2 separate regions of the Mus musculus genome follow, and region 2 is linked to region 1. A link is a contact called in public HiChIP or PLAC-seq data. All regions are on one chromosome and are shown on one strand. Each heading gives the region's core, a stretch centred on a gene start, on an enhancer-like site or on the middle of the called end of the contact. The rest is flanking DNA. Distances are from core to core; before and after follow the strand shown.

Region 1 (7,521 bases), core at 1,715-4,214:
GCAGTGAGCAGAGGCAGCGCTCTGGCCTGATTAGCCACAGCATCTACCTGCACCCTGGGGAGGTCAGCTCACTCCTTCTAGGTTTCCTCAGGAAGAGGGCTTCCCCTCTCTCAGCCCCCCTCCCTTCCTTTGAAGGAAAAACAGGAGTACCCTGAAAAACAAGTTTTGCTGAAATTCAAAACTATCTTCAAGGTCTTTGCATCTGAATCCTGAAGACTCCCCAGTGGGTGAGGCAAGGAATGGGAGCCCTTTCCCACTAACTTAAAGTCTAATGTTACCAAGTGCCTGTGTGCCCCATCCCTGCAGACCTACTGAGGGAATGCAGCTCAGGGGCACTGCTGTGTGCTAAAGCAGCTGTAGTCAGTAGCGATGCTAAGAGTCAGGCATAGAGCACAGGCAATCTGTAGGAAAGTCAAGCACGAGAAGAGCTGGGGACAAGAGGATATGAAGTCAGCACCAGGGTGGTTATGAGCACCCATAGATGCCTCCTTGGCGTGTCCTCTTTCCTCACAGACCCCTCTTTAAAGTCCATAACCACACGGCGAATAGGAGTGCACAAGAGAAGAAACTGCAGACAAATGGGGGACCTTGCATATCCTAGGAGTCCTAGGTGGTGTGACAGCTCCCCCGAGGCAGGTTAAGAGTAGAGATACAACCCACTATTTCAGAGCATCCAAAGGAATCTCAGAATGGGCAGCACCTCAGGACCAGTCCAAAAACAGAGAGGGGCTTTGCTCAGCATAGACACATTTATTTGGAGATGTAGCTAGGCCTCCAGGCAGCTAAGGGCGGTTTCTACATGACCCAAGCAAATCACAACCTGCCAGTCAGGATTTCAGGCATATTAGTTCTCCCCCACCCCACCCCCATACCTCCTCCCCCTCCATACCCATCCCCCACCCCCAATAACTTAAAAGCTCAACAGTTATCCTGGTCCAGAGGACTCAGCCCTACCGGGATGAGGAGCCCTGGCCATGTTGGGGGAGGAGCTGGTGTAAGCAACACAAGCCGCGGCCCCCGCCCCCCCCCCCCCCACTGAGCAGCTTTTGACTCAACCTCCAGGAGGCAAAAGAATCACATTCCTTGGACATCTCTAGAGGGACCTCCCTGTCCCTGAGGGTGCACCACTAAAACCCCCAACAGTAGCTACAGCAAGCAGAGAGACATCACCTTCCCAAGGTTATCCTTAGATCGCCAAGTTTACAGACACAGAGGTTTGTTCCACCCAAAGGCTAAAATTACGATCTATCACCTTTCTACACTTGAAACCAGTCTAGCTGGGGGGCTGGTGTGTGTGTGTGTGTGTGTGCTGCTCTCTCCAGCATCTTTCCTTTGTCATCAGTGGTTACAGAAGAGGCCCCAGGCTTACAAATCCCTGTCTGCAGCCCCTGCCAGGCCCTCATTTGATTAATAGCCCCAAGTGCCACGCGGTTGGTCAGTAAGAACAGCCTGGCCAAGACCCATCTCCTGCAGTTGAAAGGCGTTACCCTACCCCCACCCCACCCCACCCCACCCCACCCCCTGTAGTTAACACAAATAAATGAAGAACTATCTGCTACCCAAGCAACAGGTGCTTTTCAGATCTGCTGTTTAAAAGGGCCTGTACTGATGTTTAGCCTGAAGTGACTAACGCACTAAAGCAATGTACCAAGTTACTTTTCCTTCCCAGAGTGACTCCCCTCCTCTCTTTATCTTTTATCCTTCATGATGCTGTGGCAAGAGGCCTGGGACCACAGCAGGTGATACTGCAGAGTTCGGATTTGGTTCTTTCGGGAGGTCACCAGCAGGCGCCTTTGTGATAAAGCGCGGGGTTTCTACCCCGGCAGTCTGGCATTGCACCAACCCCCAACTCAGGAGCCTCTTGGATATGTTGAGCAGGAGGAGAGCAGCCAGTTGCTGGTTAGCTGCAGAATCTCTGAGCTGGTGGCAAAGCAGTTCTCAGTGCGCCCATGCTGCTGCGGTCCTCACAGGGCAGCAAAGAAGGCGACGATTCCGTGGGCTTAGGAGCATTGTGGCCGGCCTGACTGCGCTTGGCGCTCATCAGCATCAAAGGGGACCGCGCGCAACCCGACACCACTGCAGGCGCGGGGGACAGGGGCCTGGAGCTGCAGTGGTACACAAAGACTAGCCGGCCACCGGAGTCCGGCCCCGGGCAAACGCGCGCAGTTTTGCCTCAACAGGTTGGAAACGCAAAGATGACGCCATGCACTTAACGATCTTTCTCGGTTCTTTCTCAGCCGTGACAAACCCCGCCCACGGTCCCTCCCGAGGACCTGGAGGGACCGGCGGCGGCCACTCACTCAAGCGTTGACCAGAATGAGGCCAGGAAGGGCAACATTGGTGAGGTGGGACACGGGTGTATGCCTCTGCTTGCCTAGCCAGCGGAACGCACAAACTTCCCCGCAGAGCCGCTTAAGTCTGGCCACCCCACAAGGGACTCCAAACACGGACAGCTCGCACCCCGGAACCCCAGACGCTCAAACCCTAGAGAATGAATGGCCAACATAAGCAACACAGCACTGAAAACGCCACCATCGCGCTACCCTTGAGCGCTCCAGCCACCGGCCGCCACCTGCGCGTGGGCAGGGCCCGGACGCCACTGCCTCCCGGCAGACCGTACAGGATAAGAGGTGGCTGTTTCGGGGACAAGCCACAGAACTGCACAAAAGGCACGTAAGTAGAGCGAACCCTGGGGCACCAAGTTATGTTTCCATCCAGGCTTACCTGGCTCTGCCCAGGAGACGCGTGCCACCAGCAGCAAGACCAAACTGGTGAGCACATCCAGGAGGTGCCACCTGCGGAGGACAGTCACAGGTCAGTGGAGCCCAAGAGACCCGCAACCCCTCTCACCCTTTAGCCCTGAGCCTGCAAACCTGGGCGCCATCTCCCCAGGCCAGGCCGTCTGCGCCCGGATGCTGCACCCAGCTCCTCGGTGAGCCGCTAGCCCACAGTGCTCCCGACCGCTGCTGCGGGCTAGGGCAGGGGTGGGCAGGGGCGGGACGGGGCGGAGACAGCTCGATGGGCGGGGCTCTGGGCTCAAGAAGCAGAGCTGGGCCAGAGAGGACCCGGTGAGCAATCTGGTAGGATCGGAACCTGGGAGCAAGCAGGGTGAACAAGGGCTGGCATCTATCGCAGCTTCTAAAACTCTGAGTGGCAGTCTCGTCCTCTCTCCAATGTCTCCAACGCGGGTGTTGTCCCTTCATACCATGTTGCCTCCTGAAGCTACCAGAGGCAATATGTGAGATCCAGATTCAAAGCCAGAGCAAGGTGCAAGGATGTCCCGCATTCATTAATTCATGCCCACTGCAGGGCATGTGTTCAGTCTGTGAGGTGGACAACGGGAAGGTCAGAGATTTGAAGAAAGAAGACATCTACCATCAGTGGAAACTTCGGAGCGACCACGACCACTTCTTATGTCCCTTGCACTCTTGGATCCCTGGGTGTGTCATGAGGGTCCTGCCAGCCTCAATATCTCCACTGTCTTCTAGTCCAGGGCAGGCTCTCTAAACCGTGCACGTTGCCATGGTGCACCCCCACGGGTATCTCCTCCAAGAGCTGCCTGCAGGTGTACATGTGTTATGAAGCCAGCCACACCCAGGGGTGACCCCTGTCCCCACATCCACCCCCCCCACACACAATTGGAATACCCAGAGACAAAAAGGTACCTTCAAGTAAGCACACACACACACACACACATTTTTCTCTCTTTTGGGCTCCTTCCTCCAACAACAGGGCAGCATGGCCTTCCTGGCCTGGCCTTTAACAAAATCAGAGACATTGACCCCTATCAAACAGCAAATCCAGATTCCAGAAAGCCATTCGCGCTGGCCTAGTGACAATTTCCCAAATTCCCCAGCCCTCATCCTTGCCCATCTCCACTGTCCTTCTTAGCCTGGCTCATTTCCCAGACCACAAAGAACTATCCAGGTTCAGCCAGGGTCCCCAGACCTTCTCACACCTCCACCCTGAGTCTGTACCATCTCAAGTGACTCACACTTTTTCTGCAGACCAGAGACCAAGTCCTTCAGTAACACCCCATAGCTTTTCCTAAACCCCAGAGTTCTTCCTAATCCTCCCAGGCCCCTCTCCAGTCTCCCTTCCTCTTAGTCTCCATATAGCCTCCTGACCTGGGCTGGTTCTGCCCTCCCTCTGCCCACTGCTCCGCAGCTGCAGCCCGAGGCCTGCTTGGGATTCTCATCTGCTCACATCATCTGAATCCTCTCCAGGCTTCAAAGGCCGGATCCTGCCCCAGACCCAGGGGCCTGCCCAGTCTCGCCCATCCACCTGGCCCACATCCCCACTTCATCCGCCTTCAAACCTGGAGTCCCTGTCCAGGTGAAAAGGGCACAGGGAGGAAGAAAGCAATCTAGAGGACTGTAGTCCACATTTTTTTAAAAGAATACAAATGATTGATTGCCCTGCACTCTTTTTCAAAACTATTTCAGAGGCGAGGATAGGTCCATGTGCTGTCTGTGCCTGGCAGGTCTTTGTGTGCAACTCCACGTGTGTTTTTCCATAGTTATACTTAGCATGTGCACGTGTGTGTCCGATGACATGTATTCGTGCACACATACATGTAGGGGCATGTCCTGGATCTCAGTAATCCTGTCTCTCTTTGTATTCATGTCTGTCTACCTGGAAGCCATGCCCATGTGGGGAGTCTGAGGTAGACTTGGGGGAAGGAGAAGGAGTTTGGGGGGAGGGGGAGGAGGGGGTTCTTGTTTCTTCTGCCTGCCTTCCAGGTCTGCTCCCACTGCAGTAGGGCCTAATTCCTCAATCTTCAATTAGCCGATTGGAGCTCAACTATGTGTCCAAAACTGCAGGCCTCTGCAGGTGGCGGGATGTAGCCCCCAGGGCTGTCTGTCATTCCTGGGAGAAATCCTGAAATGGAGGGGGGCACACCAGGCATCCGGGGGCTTCAGAGTCCGCTGCCTGCCTTCTTCAAGGTTTGACACCTCAGGCTGAGGGGAGTCCACTTCAGAAGAGTTTGGGGATGGTGAAGGAGGAGCAGCAGGAGACAAGCAAGCCTCCTGGTCTTTCCCAGACACAGGGAAGATTATTCAAAGGTGTCAAAGCTACTGACAATGGAAATCACCCACAGGAGCTCTCTGCTATGAATGCAGTGTCAGGAAGCAACAGTGGCTGTTAAAAAAAATCCCGGCATGTTCTATACGTCTTTCCTATAGTCTCTGTCCTGCTCTTGGGCCCTTACAACATCTCCATTCCCCCCATAATATTCACAGCTTTTTCCTAGAAGGGTTTTGATCCCTTCGTATATACAATTAACACATGATCACTCTAGAAGGGGGGGGGGGGGCTGAAAATACAGAAATGCACTTAGGAAGATCTCAGTTAGTGCTAGACTCTATGCCCTTCCTCTTCTTCCGCATCAATATGCTCAGCTCTAGCCCTAGTCTCTGCAACTGAGGGGCACAGAAGAGGAAACACATACACACAGAGAGAGGGGGAGGGAGAGAGAGAGAGAGAGAGAGAGAGAGAGAGAGAGATCGGTCCTCAGCATGGTGCCTGGCTCCCCTAGCATCTTGGGTTCAACTCCAGACTCTGTTTCTACTCTTATGCCCAGAGCGACACCATGGAGTTGGGCATGAGCTACGTGTGAGTCAGCTTCCTGTTGCTGTGACAAAATTAAAAAAAACACAATCAACTTAGAAGGAAGAATGTCTCCTTTAGGATCCTCACTTCTTAGGGTTCAGACTACCAACTTTATAACTTTTAATACCAACTTCTGTATTAGTCAGGGTTCTCTAGAGTCACAGAACTTATGGACAGTCTCTAGATAGTAAAGGGATTTATTGATGACTTACAGTCGGCAGCCCAATTCCCAACAATGGTTCAGTCGCAGCTGTGAATGGAAGTCCAAGGATCTAGCAGTTACTCAGTCTCACGCAGCAAGCAGGCGAAGGAGCAAGAGCAAGAGCCCAGTCATATTGGAACCTTAAGCCTGCCAGAACATCACAACAGGAAGCCTATCTCAGAGGAGGCTGCCCACTGATCGACTGGAAGAGAGAGGGACCAACAGTCCCTCAAAGGACATGCTTCATGACTTTATTTTCCACCACGAGGCGCTCAGTTTTCCTTCACCTCCCAGTGACACCAAAGACAGGGGACCAAACCTTTAATACGTGGAGATCCAAATCACAATGGCCACCAAGTAACATTTCACCAGGAAGGGGGAAACTACAGAAAGGGCCAGGTAGCTATGAAAAGCACGGTGTCTATCAGAAGTCTAGTCTCAACCAGGTTCCATACTGTGGGGTCATCCTGACACTTTGTATCTATACCCAATCTCTGCCCCAGGCTTGGTCCTAGTAGATACTTCCATAGAACCAAGATATGCCGGTTGCTACACAGTGGGGGACAGCTTTCCAGCTTGCCTCATCTATGACCAATGCTCAGCACTAAGGCTGTCTTTGACAAGAATCCCTGTGATGAACAGCTAAGCCTTGAAGGCAGACTGCGTGGAAAGATGTATCCTGACAGAAGGACGAATCCTGGCAGAATTTTTCTTGTTTGTTTTTCTTTCTTTTTTTTTTTTTTTTTTTTTTTTTTTTTTGGCTTTTCGAGACAGGGTTTCTCTGTGTAGCCTTGGCTGTCCTGGAACTCACTCTGTAGACCAGGCCTTCCTCGAACTCAGAAATCCACCTGCTTCTGCCTCCCAAGTGCTGGGATTAAAGGCCTACGCCACCACTGCCCAGCCCTGGCAGAATTTTGTAACTACGAGTTACAAGATTGTGGGATACCTATAAAGCAAAGCACTATGTCCCTGTGAAGAGACCTTAATGAAAGATGCCACCGTGGAAAAGTCCTGTCCAACAGCACAAATACAGTATGGGGCTGGAACACTCACAGCTCAAGAGGCTGGCCCGCCGTTGAGAAGTGGTTGTCTCAGAGCAGGGCAGTTGCTCAGCTTTTATGTAGTCCGCAGTTTCTGAGGTTTGACGTAGCCACCCTGTACTTGATTTGCTGGGCCTCTTGTTTGTCTACTTTCCAGAAGTGAGGAGGAACCAAAGTGCTAGCTTCCTATCACTCACGGGCAAAGGGCATCACACAAAGACCTAAAGCCTCTGTTTGCATAGGACTGAGGCTCCAAGAAGGAAACTCCATCTCAAAAGTCACACTGTTACTGATGCTCCAGGGACAAAGAGCTCCAAGTGGCTTCTTACTCCCTGCCATGCACCACATGGTTAGCAGTGAAGCCTGCACGTGACTTTCTCCTTCCGGTATTCACCTCGTGGCGCCAACATAGCTGACGGCAAAAGTTCTCAACCTGTGGGTCTCGACCCCCATTGAGGGTAACATGTCAGATAGCCTGCATGTCAGATAGTTACAGTATGATTCATAAAAGGGGCAAAATTACAGTTATGAAGTAGCAACAAAAATAGTTGTATAGTGGGGGGGGGGGGTCAGCACAACATGAGAAATTGTATTACAGTCACAGCATTAGGAAAGTTGAGAACTACCAGTTAATGGCATGGTGGACCTAACTCCAGTGTACATGGT
Region 2 (7,521 bases), core at 1,580-4,079, 720 kb before region 1:
TACATTACTACGGCAACAAAAAGCTAGACAACACGTTAATGTAATGATACGGAAGTCTACCTGAGCTGCAGATGCCCCTCTGGTCCCCTCCAGGGTGTTGCTGCATGATGGGCTTTCAAAGACCGCCCCTCCTTGGGGGAGCTCGCTGTTGGGAGTGGCTACCGAACCCTCCTCCTGGACAGACGCATGGACAGCCGAACCCTTCCTCTTCGCCGTCTTTTTCTTCGAATTCGGACAGTCACCTTTTGTTTTTCTCTGTCGGAAGTTAGCAAGCTGCGGAAAAATTGAGAGCAGTAGTAGAAGCAGAGGTAAACCAGGAAGAAGTAACAAAACCACAAGGTCACCACACTTGTGGGGAGCATGAGGTCCGCGCTAGCGCCAACCACTCAGCCGCACGGGGGCGAGCGACCGCTTTCCCAGAAAACACTGCCTTCACTGACATCGATGCCCTTGGCATGAAGCTCAAAAATGACACGGAGTCTACAAATGGCTATTAATGATGCCTACAAGCAGGCAAAAAGAAAGCAATATGGCTGGGTGAAAGATTGGCTGTTCTAAGCCTTGGATAGTTTACAACAGATTTAAAATGCATCGATTTAACACACTGAGAGCTTAATTAAGTCTATATTCAAGTCTTAAAACTATGACATGAAGCTAGATCATCCCCTTCTTGCCCCCATTCGTCCCTAATGGAAGCAATCCATCGCCCAGCCAAAACTTCTTAGCCATAGACTCTGAGACGAGGTACAGAAATAGCAAAAACTTAATTAAGCCAGGTCAATCTAGCATCTTCCTTTGCAGAATCTTGATGCTCTACTTCTGACACAGCGCAGCAAAGCACTAGGGAGCATCCCAGAATGTTGCCTGCCAGTCAGAGGCACAGCGTAGCTCCTTTCTGTCCCTCAGATACAAGGCTTTTTGACTGTATTCACACACAATCTCCTCCTCGTACCCTATTCAAAAAGGCAAGCGCTGGTGTGCCAACGTCTCACTGGGGTGGGGTGGGGGGACATCTATTCCCTCAAATCACAACCAAGGCCACCCAAGCAGATGTGCCCCTGTTGATGAAAAGAGAAACGCACAGTTTCGTTGGCGGAGGAAATTAACAAGGCCACTTATCTGTGGGAAGAGAAATTTGAAGGGCACTGCCTACAGTACCAACTCTGTTCTAATCTCTTGCCTTCTCCACTGAATGCAACTGTCTGCCTCAGAGCTCGCCCTCTGCAGCATGTACTTGGTCTCTGGCCATGAACCTTCAATGAGTGGCCTTCTGGTTCGTCTCATTAGCCTCCATCTCCCTAAGGATATCTAATTGGGTTCACAAACCCACCCAAGTACAGACACCAGTTCCCCTGGTGAAGTACTAAACTTCACATGCCCTCATTTCTCAAAGTGTCTATCTACATGTGCCCAGCTTATACCCCATAAGGGCCACAATGGCTTCTGGCCGGCACCTGTAATCTGACATTGCTGTGCTCTCATTTCCTCTGTGTATTTTGCATGTTTTTTCGAAGTGGGTGCAGGGTGATAGTGGTGGTGGGGTTGTTGACACAAATGAAGAATTGCTGTTACTAGGCGAACCACAAAATCAACACAGCCCTTTCATGAAGGCTATAGCTATACTGTCCTGACAGTACAGGGTAGGGACACAGCCTCTGGTTCCACAGCCATGATAGCTGGCCAGAGATCCACTTCCAAAATGTTCGCACCTTCTCTTCCTCTGAATCCCCATCACCTTTCAAATAACTATCTTGCCAGGCAGTGGTCGTGCATGCCTTTAATCCCAGCACTTGGGAGGCAGAGGCAGGAGGATTTCTGAGTTCGAGGCCTGCCTGGTCTACCAAGTGAGTTCCAGGACAGCCAGGACTATACAGAGAAACCCTGTCTCGAAAAAAACAAAACAAAACAAAACAAAAAAACAAAACAACTATCTTAACAGCCACAAGTGTTCCCAGGGTAGAGTCTCAAACAAATTCAAAATCTGAGGCAGAAGGAGGTGAGAAGAGGACCCTCGGTAGTATGGCAGTTGTGGGGCCCGGCCAGAGAGCGAACAACGAAATACAACAACAGGACACCACTAGGGAGCAAAGTTCTTGGTTCCCTGGGAAAATAAAGTCTGAAGACGGTCTTTAAAAAGCCTTGGACAGTTTAGTCTCAGGAAAGTGCCTGAGCACCGGAAGCACAACAACTAAGAATGCTAGGTGACCAGGACCCGCCCATGGCGCTCGGGCCCACCTACAAGTCGTACGTCTCTGACGCTGATTGGCTGTGGGTGTAATAGGGCGGAGCGAGACAGAGGGCGCTGGATTCAAGATGGCGGCGCCTAGGAAGTGAATTCCGCAGAAGCGGCGGGAAGGACAAGCGCCCGGCAGTTCCCACTGCTCCACCGCCACCGCTTGTGTCAAGCGGCGGTCTGAGCACCGGAACCGCTTTAGGATTTCTTCCCCACCGCAAAGCTGAGAGAAGGATGCTACCGTCTAACCTTGGCTCTCCCAGCCTCCACCTTCCTGCGCCGCTGCTCCTGCTCGTCTTCCATCTCCACCTGGGCTCCCGGCGAGTCGCTCGGAGGTGACAGGGCGGCGGCGACACCGCCTTCGCTCTATTTACACTCCCTCCCTTCACCCACTCGCCTCCCCACCCCCCATACACACAACTGTCAGCTTCGCCCCGCCAATCCGGAGCCCCGTGTGGCCTTGCGCACGCGCGCTCCGCTGACGCTCCAAGGGCGGAGAGCCATCTCTCTGGTCCCCAATTGGTACGCCGACGCTCTCCACCCTCTTCATCCACGCCAATGAGCGAGGCGCGGCGTTCCCGGGGCTCGCGGGCGTTCGTCGACTGGGCGGCGGGAAGGTTTGGACAAACCGTTTTCCCGAGGCGGTGCTACCTATCGCCCTCTCCCGACAGGAGGAGGACTTACATACCAGCGGCTCTCCATGCCTCCGGTGCGCTCTGGGCACTCTCTCCCGCACTTTGCCAAAGTCGTTTTTTCTGTCGCGATGTGTTTCTGCGAACACTGGGGCATCCTCTAGGATCCACCAGCCCCCACTTTTGGTTCTCAGGTGCAGTCAACTGGGAGTCCTGCTTCCCTTCTTTGACCACTTCGGCCCCTCCTGAACACGGTCCCCTGTCTTCAATCCAAATCCAAAGAACAGAGTATAGCCAGAGTTACTCATTGAATGACACCTAAAACTTAGACCGCTGTCCCCAGTGGACCCCAGAGTTGCCACCCAGGGCCGTTTTGCATTCACGCACACGCTTCAATGTACAGAGTCGCTGTGTGTTCAGGCACCTGACTCTCACTCCATCCATCACCTCTACCAGGAAAGTCTTTCTGCCATAAGGAAATAAAGAAACTATGGTCCATTTGTAGTAAGAGGCGCGTTTAAAGCTCATCGGTGGATTACAGGAAATTAGGAGGATTGGGCCCTTGGATTCCCTAGCCGGCAGCAGGTTCTTTCTTGCCTAACATTTATTAATTTATCATTGGGTTGAAACGTTGCAGGCTGTTAACATGACTAACATAAAAGGAGAGGATCTGAGCTCCAGGATATATGTCAAGAGCTTTGCATCCTGCACGGATAGGATAGGGAAGCTGGAGAGAGGGTAATGCCTATAAGAATGAATCCTCCTGAAGAACTCAGTAGTGTGGAATTTGGGAACAGGGAAATGCCGTAAGGGCTATAAAACCTATTTTATACCAAATCTGCATGACAGCCGTTTTTGCCTTCTCTCTAGGCTGACACCCAACTTTACAAGATCCAAAAAATAAATTGTTTCACTTTCATGACTCAAAAGACTTCAAGCCTCTTAGGAAGTGTCTCTTGCACTGATGAAAACACTGAGTGGGTGGGGGTCCCTCTGGACAGACCTATCCTCTAGGATATGTTGGTCTCAGTCTTTGAGCCATGCAATATTTAAGGAATGTTTGAAGGGTGGTCGGTCATATTTTACATATCAAAACTTAAAGGACTGGAGAGATCAGCAGTTAAGAGCATTAGCTGCTCTTCCAGAGAACCCCCAGTTGATTCGCAGTACCCAATGGTGGCTCACAATTGTTACTCCAGTTCAGAGGATCTGATGCACACCTCTGGCTTCTGAGGGCACCAAAAACTCATGTGGCGCACATTGGTACCCATAAAATAATTTTTAAAGTATAAATAAATACCTAATAATATTTATTTCTTTGAACTATGAGTATGTTTGTGTCTCTGTGTGGAACTGGCAGGTATCCTTAGAGGTAAGAAGAGGGTGTTAAATGCCCTAAAGCTGGAGTTACAGGCAATTGTGCGTCAACAGATGTGGGTTCTGGGATCTAAATTACCCCCTCACTCACTAAGGAAATCCCTGCTTCGTATAGTGGCACGTGTCTTATACCCAGCACTGGAGAGGTGGGTCTCTGAGTTCAGGGCCAGCCAGGGCTAAAAAGAGAGACCCTATGTAAATATAAAATAAAAAGACTTGCTTGCTTAAAGCCCAATGTTAAGAAGACATTTTCTGCAGTGGGGTTCCCTTCTCTTAGAACCAGATGTGGGTTCTGGCATCTAAATTCTCTCAGACGACTATAACTTGTCCCAGGTTAACAGAGAACTAGCAGCCAGCATTGAGTGCATACTGCTCTTACAAAGGACCAGAGTTTGGTTCCTAGCAACCATGTCAAACAGCTCACAACTGCCTATAATGCCAGCTCCAAGGGGGATTAGCTGCCTCTGACCTTGTCAGTACTGGCAACCACATGCAAATACTCATGTACAGACACATACATACACATACATAATTAAAATAATAAAATGTCTTTAAAATCTAATTTAAAATAAAATTGGGGGGGCTAGAGCAATGCCTTGGGGTCTGAGGGCACTTGCTGCTCTTGAGGAATGCTATATAAGAGTCTGGGATAAGGGGTGGTCATCAAGGAGTGCCACCCAGCTCAACCCATAGGCTAGACAGAGAACTGGATATCCTGGGAGGACGACCAATGTGAAGACATGGTAAGCATCAGGCTTGAGACACAGGATGCCCTCGGAAGCCAGGAAAGTGAGAGTAACAGAGAAAAGGAAGGCTGAGGCTTCGGGGACATGAAGTGGCTAACTTCTTTGAAAGTGAGAGTAACAGAGAAAAGGAAGGCTGAGGCTGCGGGGACATGAAGTGGCTAACTTCTTTGGGGGTGGGGTGGGAAAGAAGTGACCCCAGCAGCAAAAGGCAGCTGCTCTTTGTTTTGTCTGACATCCTTTTTTGTTGTTTGTTTTTGTTTTTTTCGAGACAGGGTTTCTCTGTGTAGCCCTGGTTGTCCTGGAACTCACTCTGTAGATCAGGCTGGCCTTGAACTCAGAAATCCCCCTGCCTCTGCCTCCCAAGTGCTGGGATTAAAGGCGTATGCCACCACTGCCCAGATTATCTGACATTTTTTTTTTTTGTTCTATATGTGAAGCTTTTAAACACACAGTAACTATCCTATCACATAATCAGAACAAGGCATTCTACTGGCAGTCTCCCCTCCCCCAACCCCACTCCCCCAACCCCACTCCCCCATCCCCCAGCCATCCCAAACAGATTTAGGTAAAGCTATATGTAGCACTCCACGGGCTATGAAAACTTAAGGCTTCGGTGTTGATTCCATTCTGAGGCTACACACAAACAGTTCAAAACACTCACTGCATTAAAGTGATACGTAGGCAGAAAGGCTTGAATAATCAGATGTGAGTTTTGCTTGAGTTTGAGCAATAATGAGAATGGTGGGTATTCCGGTAGCTCTCTGATGCTCCAAGAGGGCAGCTGGTTATTTAGGTAACCAATAATGAGGAAACAACTGCTGTGACCAGCTGGAGCTTCACCAAGGACCTTGCGCCTGCCTTTGGAGCCCTGCTTCAGCGTGTGATCAGCCAGGGAGGTATCTTCCCCTGGAATGGAGGTGTCTGTGTTTTAATGACCAAGTCTTCCTCTGCTCTCTGACACTCACCCCTGTGGAGGCTAAGGAGCTGGAGGCCATTGCAGAAAGGCAAACAAAAGTTTTAAACCTAGCACTCAAGAGCTTCCTCTTGTCATCTCCTTGAGTCTGCAATCTCATGACATCAATGCTAGGTCCAAAGTGGACTCCTCCCTTCCCCCGCCCCCAACATGGCTTTACCACTGTCAATGCCATAAATGACAGGCCCGGCTCAGCCTGGACTCTGACCAGTAAACAGGAGGATTGCTAGTGGTTTAAAACATTAGCCTTAAGTCACCATTTCCCATTAACTTGTGAAGCAGGTTTCTGTTTGTCTGGAAGAGCCATTGGTTCCCTTATCTGCCCCTCCAGCCATACCCCAAGTGGTTTGGTATCTAGTTCCCCATTACTGTATACCTGTGACACCTATCACAAGCTCCCAGGCTCTACACCCACAAAACAACCCAGACCCTCTTCTCCCCCAACTACTCTAACTTCCTCCCATTGCAAACATATCCCCTTAAAACACACACACACACACACACACACACACACACTCAGGCCTCACACAGAGGCTGTGAATAGCATGAGTGGGGACAAACAGGAAATACCAAGCAAGCATTTGCGCTGAAGTTATCCGCTAGAGAGAGTTTCAAAGTCACTTGAGAGAATATTGAGTTAGTTCTCTAACTGGCTTGCCAAGAGCAGGCTTGTGCCTAGGAAGACAGAGACAACGGAAGATATGGGTTGTTTTTGTTTTTGTTTTTTAAAGTCAAAAGTTTGTAGCCGCATCACACCTACTGCAGCAGAGAGGGTCTTTGCTAGTAACCTTGGCTACTGTGCACATCATAAGTGGCCCCCCTCCAGACTGTCCTTACTATTAGGAGCCTATCTCAATGGGGAAGGAGGGTCCTTCTGGTGTCAGAAAACACTTTCTTTTTCCCCCAAGACAGGGTTTCTCTGTGTAGTCCTGGCTGTCCTGGAACTCACTCTATAGATCAGGCTGGCCTCGAACTCAGAAATCTGCCTGCCTCTGCCTCCCGAGTGCTGGGATTAAAGGCATGCGCCCCAGCCGGACAGAAAACACTTTATCAAGAGAAATCAGAAGCCATTTGTTTATTGGCAAATATGGTTCCTAAGGGAAGGAGGTGTGGGCTCAGGATAACCTTGCTGTTCTTAAGCTATTTGAGTATCTTTGATGGTTTCCCCATGTGGAGAAGGGTCAACACCCCCAAAACTCAACCATGCTGCATCTCTGTCTAGGGAAGCCAGTAGGATAGCCCAACTCCCTCCCTATATGTCTGTAACTAGGCGGTGACATGGGAAGAAGGATAGAGGGGAAGGAGGACAGGCCTGGGCATGCTCTTCTTGTCTTTCCTCAGATAAACCCCACCATCTGAGCGCACCACATGCCTTCTTGACAGTAGATCAGTGAGCTCTGGGGGTTCTTTGTTCTGTTTATACCTGACCCCCACACCTCCAGTTGAACATGGCTTGTTGTGGTCACAGGACCAGGACGGGGAATGCATGCTGGCCTTAGCTCCCTCTCAGAGTAAAAGCAGTAACAACTCCTTCCCTTCACTCACAGGAGTAACACTTTA

Evidence for each region. HiChIP or PLAC-seq counts read pairs in DNA pulled down with a chosen protein or histone mark.
Region 2: a contact with region 1 is called in an HNF4G HiChIP or PLAC-seq map of pancreatic cancer cells. The contact joins the promoter of Pcnt here to the promoter of Col18a1 in region 1. A contact is called at or near these places in 2 of 115 datasets of contacts at active chromatin or transcription factors (bone marrow-derived macrophages and pancreatic cancer cells).

Annotation. Positions count from the first base shown.
Region 1 is chr10:77,163,566-77,171,086 of GRCm38.p6, forward strand. Col18a1 (collagen, type XVIII, alpha 1) reads right to left here and starts at 2,965. Exons shown (of 42, transcript NM_009929.3): 1 at 2,874-2,965; 2 at 2,725-2,795. The coding sequence starts at 2,884.
Region 2 is chr10:76,440,083-76,447,603 of GRCm38.p6, forward strand. Pcnt (pericentrin (kendrin)) reads right to left here and starts at 2,830. Exons shown (of 42, transcript NM_008787.3): 1 at 2,483-2,830; 2 at 61-273. The coding sequence starts at 2,536.